Linked DNA regions of Ovis aries: region 1 is linked to region 2. The links are chromatin contacts, called in public Hi-C maps. All regions are on one chromosome and are shown on one strand. The core of a region is the stretch at or near the end of the contact, and the rest is flanking DNA. Distances in the headings are between cores, read along the strand shown. Region 1 overlaps FAM13A (family with sequence similarity 13 member A). Region 2 overlaps FAM13A (family with sequence similarity 13 member A).

Region 1 (5,709 bases), core at 824-3,323, 82 kb before region 2:
TAAAATGTATCAGAACTGCTGAGAATTAATACAATCCAAATTCATGCTGATAAACATGGCCAACTGGGACAAAATGAACTAAAGGACAACACTATTTTCAAGAGCAATGTAATCACTGCAAAATTATCTGAAATTTTGACCATCATGAGGGCCAGCAGAAGAGCCATGGCCAAAACATAGTTGTGAAAAAAATAAACCAAGCTAAGGATAAGATTGGGAAGGACATCCTCTTTTAAAAAGAGCTTGATTCATTTGTCTACCGTTTGTTTAATGAGGTAATTATTAAGTGTCATATTTTGGATGTGTGAAAGAACACATTTTTAACTAGGAACAGTTTAGCTCAAGCTTCTAAGAGAAATATACTGGTTTTCACACACACAATCACCCACATTTCTTCAATTATGGTGATTTAATTCTTGTGTGAAACGATCAGCTAGACAAAATTTGTCTTATTTCACTAACATCAAGTCTTACTGTGAGAAAATGGCTCTAATTTTGAAGATACAATGGAGCAAATTTGCCTAAATTTCACATTTACAGAATTTTTTTTATAAACAAGTTCTGTTGAAAAGAATATGGATAGGGAGCACAATCATTGTCTAACACCTTAAAGTGAGGGGTATGAGGTAGTTAAGACCCCTGAGAGGTATAAAAAAAAAAAAAAAAAGAACAAAGTAAAGAGAAGAGATGGCTTTGTAGCTTCTGGTTCCCTACCTCAAATACAGTGGAAGAAGCAGGCAAGAAAATGGAGTGGTTCTCATGCGAACAAGGTCCCCACATTTTGAAATAATAATTTCTAAGTTCATTAAATAAATGACACCCCAGGATTGAGGCTGCCAAAGAAATATGACAAAAGTGAAACTCATAAAACTCACTTCTCCTTGGAGTTTTACTCCCCCTTCTGACTTAACTGCTAAAAAACAATCATTGATTAAAAAAAAAAAACTTTGTCTTTTCATCTCTAGAGCCCTGTGTATGGCAGTCAGTGTGTTCAATTGTCTAGAAACAAAAATATGAGAGGTTGATTCTAGTCCAGGCCAGTTAGATCTCTACAACTCTCTGGACACAGAGGGTACCCCCATTCGAGCAAAAAGTAGCCACTGACGACAAGGTTTATCTGCATACAATCCTTGATTACTGCTGGGGAAAATATTAGAGCGTATGTTCTAGTCAACTGCTTGTCACAAGCCTACATTCACAGATCAAGAACAGATTATGAAATTATCACCAAGGATGAAATGTGCCAGGGGGGACAGCAAGAGGACGGAGGAGAGTGGGTAAAACTATACCCGCAAATCTGTCAAAGAAAAGTAAGTTTTTTGTCTATAAAATCATTATTTTTTTTAATCACATGCTACATATATTGCCTCTGTTAATTGTGTGTTTTCTATAAACTCAGTAAATGAGTTTTTTTTTTTTTTTTTAAGAAAGTTATCCAATGAGTTATTTTGACAAAATTTCAGAGTACAGAAAATCCATTCCTCCAACGAGGGGAAACAAAACGAAAAACATTGTAAAACAAGACAGATCCCCACAAGCAAAGTAAAAAGCAAACAAACAGCAATACAAAACAGTGAGGGAATGAAATGAAGCAAAGGAGATCAGCTGGCCTAAAACATAAAGAGGACTGTTTGAAGTTGGTTAGAAGCAGCTACTGAGTTTTAGGGGAGGTTGCAGGAAGCCGTCACCAGGGGGCGCAATCACAGCGCCTTTCGGTCCCGGGAGGGGCGTGGGGGACACTGGTGCAGGTGTAGCAGGCGGTTAGCAGCTGGAGGTCTTCACCTTTATCTCCTTGAAGAAGGAAGCAGTTTCGCCCTCGATAATTGGCTGCAGCAAAGGGCTTCTCCGCTTGCTGGAGGGGGAACCCTGCGACAGGTGTTAATAGGCAGGTTACATGGCAGAAAACCAGAAACAAACCAAAGTTCTTGTCCAACTGGCTGCTTTACTTCAGAGCCTGCCCACCCACCCCAACCACAGAGGCCACACAGAAGCAAGGATGGCACGCAAGCATGTTAACCACACAGGAAAACTCCTGCCTCCTCCCTCCTTCCTCCTGGTCACCATAACTTCCAGAACAGCTAACAATAATGCAGGCTCATCAAGTGACACAAAAGGTTACAGACAGGCTGCACATTCACCCTATTTCAGGCCACTAAGGCTCCCGACTGGAGAGGGAAAAGGGTTCCTTAAACTTAATCCTTTTGCTGGTTAGTTTACTGATATATTCTGCAGGAAATTTCTAGAAAGGTAGCTTTCTCCAAACACACCTGACTGAGGTCCCTGAACCCTCCTCTGTTTGTCTGAACAAATACACTGTTAAAAGACATATAAGGACCACATCTTGGGCCTAGAAATAAACAAGAAGATATAAAGCCAAGAATAGAAGAGCAGCCGCTAAAAAGAATAGGCATTTCAGCAACAACATAAAAGCGAGGCCATGTCTGCTGGCTAGAAAGTCTAAAGGCCAACAGAGGAAGCCCCCAGGGTCCCAGGAGATGAGCACGCTGAAACCAAGGCAGAGGTCCCCCACTAGATGGACAGGGCATGACCACTACCCCTGCAGCTGGGCTGGCATCAGGGATGGGGCAAGCTGGCCAGTGCCCGAAAGGCTTTTTCCCAGAACTGAGAGCCAGTCACTGCTCCCTACTCTTGACAAAATCCCAATTCAGAGGCCAAAAGCAGCAAAGTCCAAGGATGGCGGCCCTCCCTTTTCTTTGCCTCGCTCTTTCCTACATCTCCGAAAAGCAGCAGCTTCCTCTCTTGAGCTCCTTACAGAACCTCTCTCTGGGTATGACTCCAGCGGGGCGGACCTCTGTCTTGGAGGCCCCCAAGACCAGAGAGGCACTCTGTGTGGAGGGGCCCCTGGGGGAAGCACAGCCATTTCCCAGATGCTCTAAGGGAAGTAAGGGGAAGCTGACCCAGCACGTGTCAGACAGAAGCATACGGCCAAAGCTTGTGTACCTAAGAGGGGAACAAACTGTCAGCTTCAGACTTGCTCATTTTTGGCAAACATCACCTCGGAAGACTTTGATAAATTTTTCATCCCTCAAGTTTAGGGGCCACTGATATTAATGGCAGGTTCAACTACGAAAGACTGTTATTTCGTGAGAAGGCAAGTGAGTGCCCTAATAATATAGCCAGGAAGTCAACAACCGCCCGTGGGGTACTCACAATGATGGGGATGGTGCTGGCTCGGGATAGGATCTGTTTGACCAGGCGGTACCTGTCGTACAGCGGCTTCATAACCTGACGTTCATTCTTGCTCACCTGAAAGCAAGAACAGGAGAGCTGAGAAACCTGTTCCCGTTGGCCAGGCCGACTGAGCATGCTGTGGCCTGAGAGAAGAACAGGAGATTCAACTGAAGACTCACCGCTCTTATAACATTTATTTAAACTGATACCATGAGTCAATGAAAATTTAAAATATCTACTTTGGCTGCAGATCACTTGAAATCACTCCCTCAGAAGTATTACTTTTCCTCAAAACTGTGATCCTTATTAATTATTAGTTTTCTATTTAAAATTCTGGAAGGTTCAGAGTTCCAGATGACTCACTATTTTCTAGGTCCTGGGAAGAAGAAAGCATGCATTAATATTTCTATTATACTACTTACCTTGCAGTTCTGTGATCATTTTTTAAAAATGTCTCTCTTCCCTATGGAACTGTGTTGTGTTTTTAGGGACAAATGCAAGCAAACAGGCTTTCAAGGAATATATGCTGATAGAATACGTGGATTCACTCATCTCTGTGTCCCTAATATCTGGCTCAGGGTCCAAAAATGTTTAAAGGACAGACTCTAATAGTGAGGAGAAACCAAGCCCAGCTCCCTGGCATAGTATTTGAAGCCCCATCACCTCCTCCCCATTATAACTCAAGCTCCGGAAGGAAACTAGGGAGTGTCATGCCTCCTTGTCTAGCTCCCTTTGTCAGTCTTGGAGTGGCCTCCTCTCTGCTCTTCGGTTTGGTAAATTCCAGATCAAGAGCCACCTCCCTCCCTGTGCAGCCTTCTTCTGACACGCCCCATTCTGGGAGACCTGTTCATTCTCTCCTTTGAGTCACCTAATACAGCCTGTGCGTATCTTATAATTCACATATTCTTTGCTATGGATGGAATGTTTATGTTCAACTCACCTGCCCCCATGCCCCCACTCCCAATTCATAAGTTGAAAATGAATCCCCGATGTGACGGTTTTTGGAAGTGAGTTCTTCAGGGAGTGATTAGGTCATGAAGATGGTGCCCTCATGAACGGGATTAGTGCCCTTATAAAAGAGACCACAGAGAGCTCCCTCACCCCTTCTGCCATGTGAGGACGGCGAACAGATAGCTGGCTATGAACTGGGAAGTGGGCCCTCACCAGACACCAGCGCCTTAATCTTGGACTTCCAGCCTCCAGAACTGTAAACTGTTCTGGTAACTATTTCAGTGCCTGATATGAAAAAAATACCCCATAAATGTCTGCAAAATGAGTGAAAGAATATTTCAAACATAGACAGGTATGCCAAATTCATAAGTATGCATTTGTTTACTAAAATGGAGTAAGAGATGATGTATCTTTGTTTCAAGTTTGCTGTTGCTCTTCTGCATTTTATTTCCATTATACACATAAGGCAAGGCTTACCGATATGAGGAAGGGCAACAGTATTAGCTCTGACCATCTCTCTCATGGGCCTTCCTCTTTGAAGACAAGTCTGGGTAATGCATGAACTGAGCACCCTTGCTACCTGTTTTTTATTTGCCTTTCTCAAAGTGATCAACAATAAGTGAACCTTGGATAAATCTCACAAGCCAAGATAGGATACTGCCAATCTTGTGGTATTTATTTACCGTCATCTTGCAGATTCATTTTCTGCCATAAGCAATAACTTATTTCCATCTTTTTCTGCTACCAAAATATCAAGAGGCGGCATTTTCTTGTTTTCACTATCTGTCATAGTAAAAGGAGTTTTACATTTGGTATTTCATAAAGTATGACTGTTAGAACTGGAAGGGAACATAAGAACTATTTCATACACACACACAAAAAAGAGTGAGGATCAAACCACAGGTATTACTAGAACATACCTACCAAAATGGCTAATGTGAAAGACAGTGTCCAGTGTCAGAAATAATGCTGGGCAACTGGAATTCTCTCTCAGTACTGGCAAGGCTGACACACTGGGAAAACTATTTGGCAGTATCTCCTAAACTAAACATATGACTCATCAATTCCGTCCTTAAGTACACACCAAACAAACCTGGATTAAATTTTACCAAAAGACACATATAACAATGTTCAGAGCAGCACTATTTATAGCACCACCAAACTGGAGACCATCCATATGCCCAACAATGGTAGAATGAATAAATATTTTAAGTTTCCCAAACTGAATACTACACAGCCATGAAAATGAACGAATATGGCTATATGCAGCGTTAATCTCACAAAAATAAAGCCAAGCAAAACAAGCCAGACATCTAAGAATATACACTGCAAGGTCCTAATTATATAAAGTTCAAAAATAAGGAAATCAAATCTACAAGGTTAGAAGTCAAGTTTTTGTTGGTGGGGTGGAAGGTCATGGTATTGACTAGAAGGGGACATGATAAGGGCTTTCAGAGGGTTGGCCATTTTTAATTTCTTGATCAGGACGTTGATTACATGGATTTGTCTGCCTTGTGAAAATTACCAAGATATATAATTAAAATTTAGGCTCTTTTCTGTACTTAT
Region 2 (5,353 bases), core at 710-3,209:
ATAAATTTCTGTTATTCTCAGCTACCCTGTTGGTGGTGTTCTGTCACAGCTGTGCTGGGAAACTAACAATTCTACTAAAAATATTCCGCCCCCCCCAAATCCAGAATTAAGAACCTGCCTAACAAAAGTGTCTCCATCTTACACATAGGTTATACTCTGGAATTTCATTTGTAGGATGGCTAAGACTAGAATCGGTTTCTCACACTGACATGGGGATTTGACTTCCAGGCCTGTACTAACCTCTCATTCAAATAAAGTATCCTCAATAAGCACTCCAGAGTCAGTGTTTTGAAAAACTTTGGCCACGACCCAGTTAGAAACACATTTTACATTGTGACAGTACGCAGACACATAAAAGAGACAAACACTTCATAGCATTATTCTTACTTTGGATATTTTCTATTTTGTCATATTTCACGGATATAAAGTTATATAAAACACTGGTCACAATCCGCTAAATTGGTTTTATGACCACCAAAAGGTCATGACCCACAGTTGAAAAATGCTATGCTAAACACACATCTCCCTGGCTTGAGGCATAATTAATGCACAATGAATGCTGCTGAATTAAGATCAACATTCTCATAGGACAGACAGCAAACACTCTTTTCTTCTCTGCTTCACTGTCAGAATCAGCTCTGGGCCAAAAAAGGTACAGATTTTGTTGAGCCCGGATCACAGATAAAATCAGAGAGAAAGCAGGTCCAGATACACCTAGCAATATAGATGTGAGAAAGTCATTCTAGGTGAGCATGGGGGAGCTGATAGAGGATTTCCAGGTCTCTTCAATATTCTTTTCCTGCTTATACCACAGGATGGTGTCAAGAAGGAGACTCAGGGACCCATGGCTTTTTTTGATTTTGCCTTCCTTACTGACCTGGGCTGCCCAGGTTGCGCTAGTGGTCAAGAATCTACCTGTTAATGTAGAAGATGCAAGAGATGTGAGTTCAATTTCTTGGCTGGAAAGAGTCCCTGGGGTAAGAAATGGCTACCCACTCCAGTATTCTTGCCTAGAAACTTCCATGGGCAGAGGAGCCTGGCGGTCTACAGTCCATGGGGTGAAAAAGAGTCAGACACAACTGGGAGCTTCTAGAGATTACTAATGACCACGACATTCTTTATCACCTATATTCTGTCTCTTCGATTCAAAGAACTAGTATACTTGGAAGGAACTAGGGAGCACCTTACTCTGTTTCCGTCCCTCTACCCAGCTAGTTCTGTCCCTGGATGCCCTTCTAATGAACACTGTTCAATCTCTAGGGAACTGGAGGGGACTGGTGAGGGTGTGTGCCTGCCAGCAACAGGATGCAAAGCTTTTAAGCAGGGAGGGGTGGGGCTGCTTTACCTTCTGTCTCTTCAATCTTTTCCTATAGTGAGAAAGTAAAAAGGAAACTATTACTACCTGTGGACCAGCTGACACAGCTGAGAGTCTCACATCGTACTTTACAGGGGATCCTGGCTGGAGATGCGTTTAGAAGTCACTGGACAGAGTCCTCATTCCTGTTATAATAATTTCAGTTGCATTAACAGCCAACTGCTCTCCTTAAAAAAAAAAAAAAAAATCCCTCACTCCTACTCATGGTCGGTCACCAAACTGCACTGATTCTATCTCAAAAAGAGACAAATCTCTTGAATCTGACCTTTCCTTTCCATTTCCACCGCTTTAGTCCCTCACAGTGGCAATACTCATTTTCCCCTGCCATCCAGACCAGTTTATCCTTAATACTCCCATCAGATTTATCTTCCTAACCTGAAACCCTCTCCTGTTTCCTCTTTGTCTTTGGGGTGAAGTCCAGATGTCCAAACCTGGCACACAAGGGCAGCGAGCTTCCATCAACCTCGCACTGCACTTTCGTAACCCTGTCTGTACGTGCTGTTCCCTCTGTCTTGAATGCTTCCGGCACTTCTCTCTCTGTCTGGTAAATACTTCATCTCTCAGCTCAAATGTCATCTAATCTGGGAGGCCATCTCCATCACCCTGGAGAGGGGAGAGACTTCTCCATGCAGGTTCCCAGACACTCTGTCCACAACCATAAACCAGTGCCCAGCACATGATGCCACAGATTCCAGAGTTTGGAAGCTGGCTTCACCTCCTGGACTGGTCTTTATCTTTGTCCCCTGCAGCACCTTGCAAGGTACCCAGAACATTCTGGGTGTTCTGTCAGTGGCTGAGGAATAAAATCAGCATCGCTCAGACCATGCTGAATCCTGACATGACCGTGTGATTATGCATTGTGAAAACATACCCCGTTTATAATTTGTAAAATTAAATTTCCCAACTGGATGCATTCTCAGATAGCTGTATGTTGATTATTTTAAGTTATTTTGTTCCCTGTTATTCCAAACTTAATGGAACTGCAACTGTGCCATGGGCTTTCTCCCACCCTTATTTAGAGAATTTATTTTCTCCCACTGCACAGTTAGATGTGGGAGTGCTGCCATTGTGCCAGTAATGTAAACACTACACTTTTTGTAGGGTACTGTGAACCCAGAAAAGGATATGTTCGGGCAAGGCAATGTTTGAATACGGGCTTGCCACATACTCTATCTGTTTGTTCTGGCTTGAGAGCAGGAAAAGAAATTTTTTTCACTTCATTGCAAACCCAAAGCTTTGTGTGGAGCTTAAAGAAAATTTTGGTTTAGTCACAAAACTGTTTTCAAGGCAGCTGGAAGCTTTCATTTGTCTCTGAGATTCTTGTTCAGCAAAGTGCTATTTATCATTATTACAGATACAGCAAGATCGCCTTCGGGAGGCAGCAATTTAGAACGTAATATACAGTAAGTTTCTTTTTTGAGTGGGTTGATATTAATGGATAAGAGAATATTTTTAGAACATCAGCAAACACATTGAAATATTTCCTAATCTTTGGCTCTGAAACAAACACAAAGGAATAGGTGATACCTGCCAGAGGGAATAGGAAATTTTTTTTTTTAACTAATTTTTTTCAATTATTACCCTGGTAGCTCAGACGGTAAAGAATCTGCCTGCAGTGCAGGAGACCTGGGTTCAATCCCTGGTTTGGGAAGATCCCTTGGAGAAGGGAATGGCTACCCACTCTAGTATTATTGCCAGGAGAATCCCAAGGACAGAGGAGCCTGGCAGGCTACAGCCCATGGGGTTGCAAAGACTCAGACACAACTTAGCAACTAACACTTTCACTTTACAACCATTCTTAATGGCTTGCTATAACAAGGTGCCACAGATGGGGTGGCTTCAACAACAGAAACACTGACTTCTCACATTTCCAGAGGTTGGAAGCCTGAGATCAGGGTGCCAGCACGGTCAGGTTCTGCTGAGAGCTCTCTCTGGCGTGCAGACTGCCATCTCCTTGCTGTACCTCCACCTGGATGGGGTTGGTGGACGGGGAGACTGTGCTCTGGTACTTTTATCTCCTCGTAAGGGCACCAATCCTATCATGGGAGTCCCACCTCCATGAGCTCATGCAAACCTAATTATTCCCAAAGGTCCCACTTTAACATACCATCACCCTAGGGACTAAAGCTCTAGTATATGAATTTGAATAGTTTTATCATTTACAAAGAACTATAATATTCTTTAACTACAAAATTTCCCCTCTAAGTAAGTATGTTAGGCATTATCACCCCTACTTCATAGGTAAAGAAAATGACTTGCCCAAATTCACATGGCTAACTCACTGTCAGTGTCTGGATATCTGGATACGTTTCTTGACGGCGCGTTTACTATCTTTCATTGCTTTCCCCACTGTTATCTGCTGACTCTCTAGTACCTCTTCTTTTTTACCCAGTACTTTAGACAGGGTGATCTCTCTAAAACTTAAGAATAACCGTCACTTTAATTCACACTAGCTTCTTGGTTTGGGGTAAACAGCAAATATTTAGGCTTCAGAGCCACTGCAACCATCTCATGACAGCAGAGCCCATGGAGGTCTCCCTTGTTCTCACTCGTTCTCATTACTACCAAATGCAGACCACACTGGTGATGAAATCAAAGTTCAGATACTCAACCCCAGAAGGGTTAACCCAGACTGGAGGTAAGGCAGCTTTTAACTCCCTCTGAGACTGAGGTGGGTCATAGAAGGGAAGGCTGGGGAGGCTGAGTGCTATCAAAGTGCAAACAAGTTTGGAATAGCATGAGTTTTCAGATAAATTAACCTAAGGCGTCACCACCACAAACAGTAGAGGGCTCTCTAACATCACACAGGAGATTCACAAGCTGGCCCATTATTGCCGGGGTTGTTCCTTGGTTAAGTCCCCCATCATCCCAAGTGACCAACGTTTACTTGTTTGCAAAAGAATATTCCGAAAACCGATACTTAGAAAGGCCAAATGGATTCTGTTGATAAGAGGTTCAGTGACATTTTCCCATGCTGGGTCACTAATATATGTTAATTAATACTGTCACTATAAATCTTAAAGAGCCACTGCAATTTGCAATTTGGTATATTTCACCATCATGAAATAAATATTCAATAATGTATATTGAATATCATAATTTGCTTGATGAAGTAATGAAAAGAGAGTTATACTGACATTATTCATCTCAGTTTCCCACTTTCATAAATAAATCAAATGGAAAAAGGGATGTGAAAGCAGATGACGATGCATTAAAATCAAAGGAATCTAGACTAGTCATTAGTGCACTTAACTTCATCTTCCATCATTAGTTTTTGTGGCCATAAGATGAGTTAGTGACTATCTGAAAGTTAGCCTAGCAAATCAAAATACTGCTGTGAAGTTGAGAGCTTTGTCATGGACATAAGAGTGAGTAAAGGCTATTTCTTAGCTCACTGAAATCTTCTACATATAAAATGGAGATCCTCACCATTTTGGAGGTGAGGCTCCAAACATCCAAGGAAAAAAATACAATGGAATATGAATCACGAAAGGAGCTTGAGGTATAAGTGAAGTCTAGAGTCTAATAAACTATCTCTTTAGTGACAGAAAGTAAATTTGTTGTTGTTTAGTCGCTAAGTCTTGTCTGATTCTTTTGTGACCCCATGGATTGTAGCCTTCCAGGCTCCTCTGTCCACAAGATTTTCCAGGCAAGAATACTGAAGTAGATTGCCACTTCTTTCTCCACGGGATCTTCCCAACCAAGGAAATGAACTCGCATCTCCTGCACTGGTAGGCGAATTCTTTACCACTGAGCTCACCAGGTAAGCGTCTTTAGCACTGAGCCACCAGGTAAACCCTGAAGGTAAATTTAGTACCTGAGAAAAAACTTCTTTCAATTCTTTATATAGTTTCTCTACTTAATTCTAATATTATTCTATTTCCTTGGGAGCACTTTTTTAGTTGGCAAGAATATCAATACAATGCTATACAGTACAAATAATTTAGTATTTCTGAAAATAACTGGAATAATTTAACC

Evidence for each region. Hi-C and Micro-C count contacts between places; a contact is called where the count stands out from the background.
Region 1: a contact with region 2 is called in a Hi-C map of liver, with 2.9 times the contacts expected there. The contact joins two enhancer-like sites. A contact is called at or near these places in 4 of 16 Hi-C or Micro-C datasets (liver, mixed tissues, muscle and 1 more).

Annotation. Positions count from the first base shown.
Region 1 is chr6:36,680,560-36,686,268 of ARS-UI_Ramb_v3.0, reverse strand. FAM13A (family with sequence similarity 13 member A) reads right to left here. Exons shown (of 24, transcript XM_060416890.1): 21 at 3,172-3,267; 22 at 1,783-1,866. Among named protein-coding and RNA genes, the nearest start is that of NAP1L5, 56 kb to the left of the region's middle. Within about 2 kb of position 2,073, at least 5 of the 54 cell types and tissues checked have an H3K27ac peak or open chromatin away from gene starts, as enhancers often do. A contact at or near this core is called in liver, where this site is marked.
Region 2 is chr6:36,598,962-36,604,314 of ARS-UI_Ramb_v3.0, reverse strand. All of the region lies in intron 8 of FAM13A (family with sequence similarity 13 member A), which reads right to left. Among named protein-coding and RNA genes, the nearest start is that of NAP1L5, 140 kb to the left of the region's middle. Within about 2 kb of position 1,959, at least 11 of the 54 cell types and tissues checked have an H3K27ac peak or open chromatin away from gene starts, as enhancers often do. A contact at or near this core is called in liver, where this site is marked.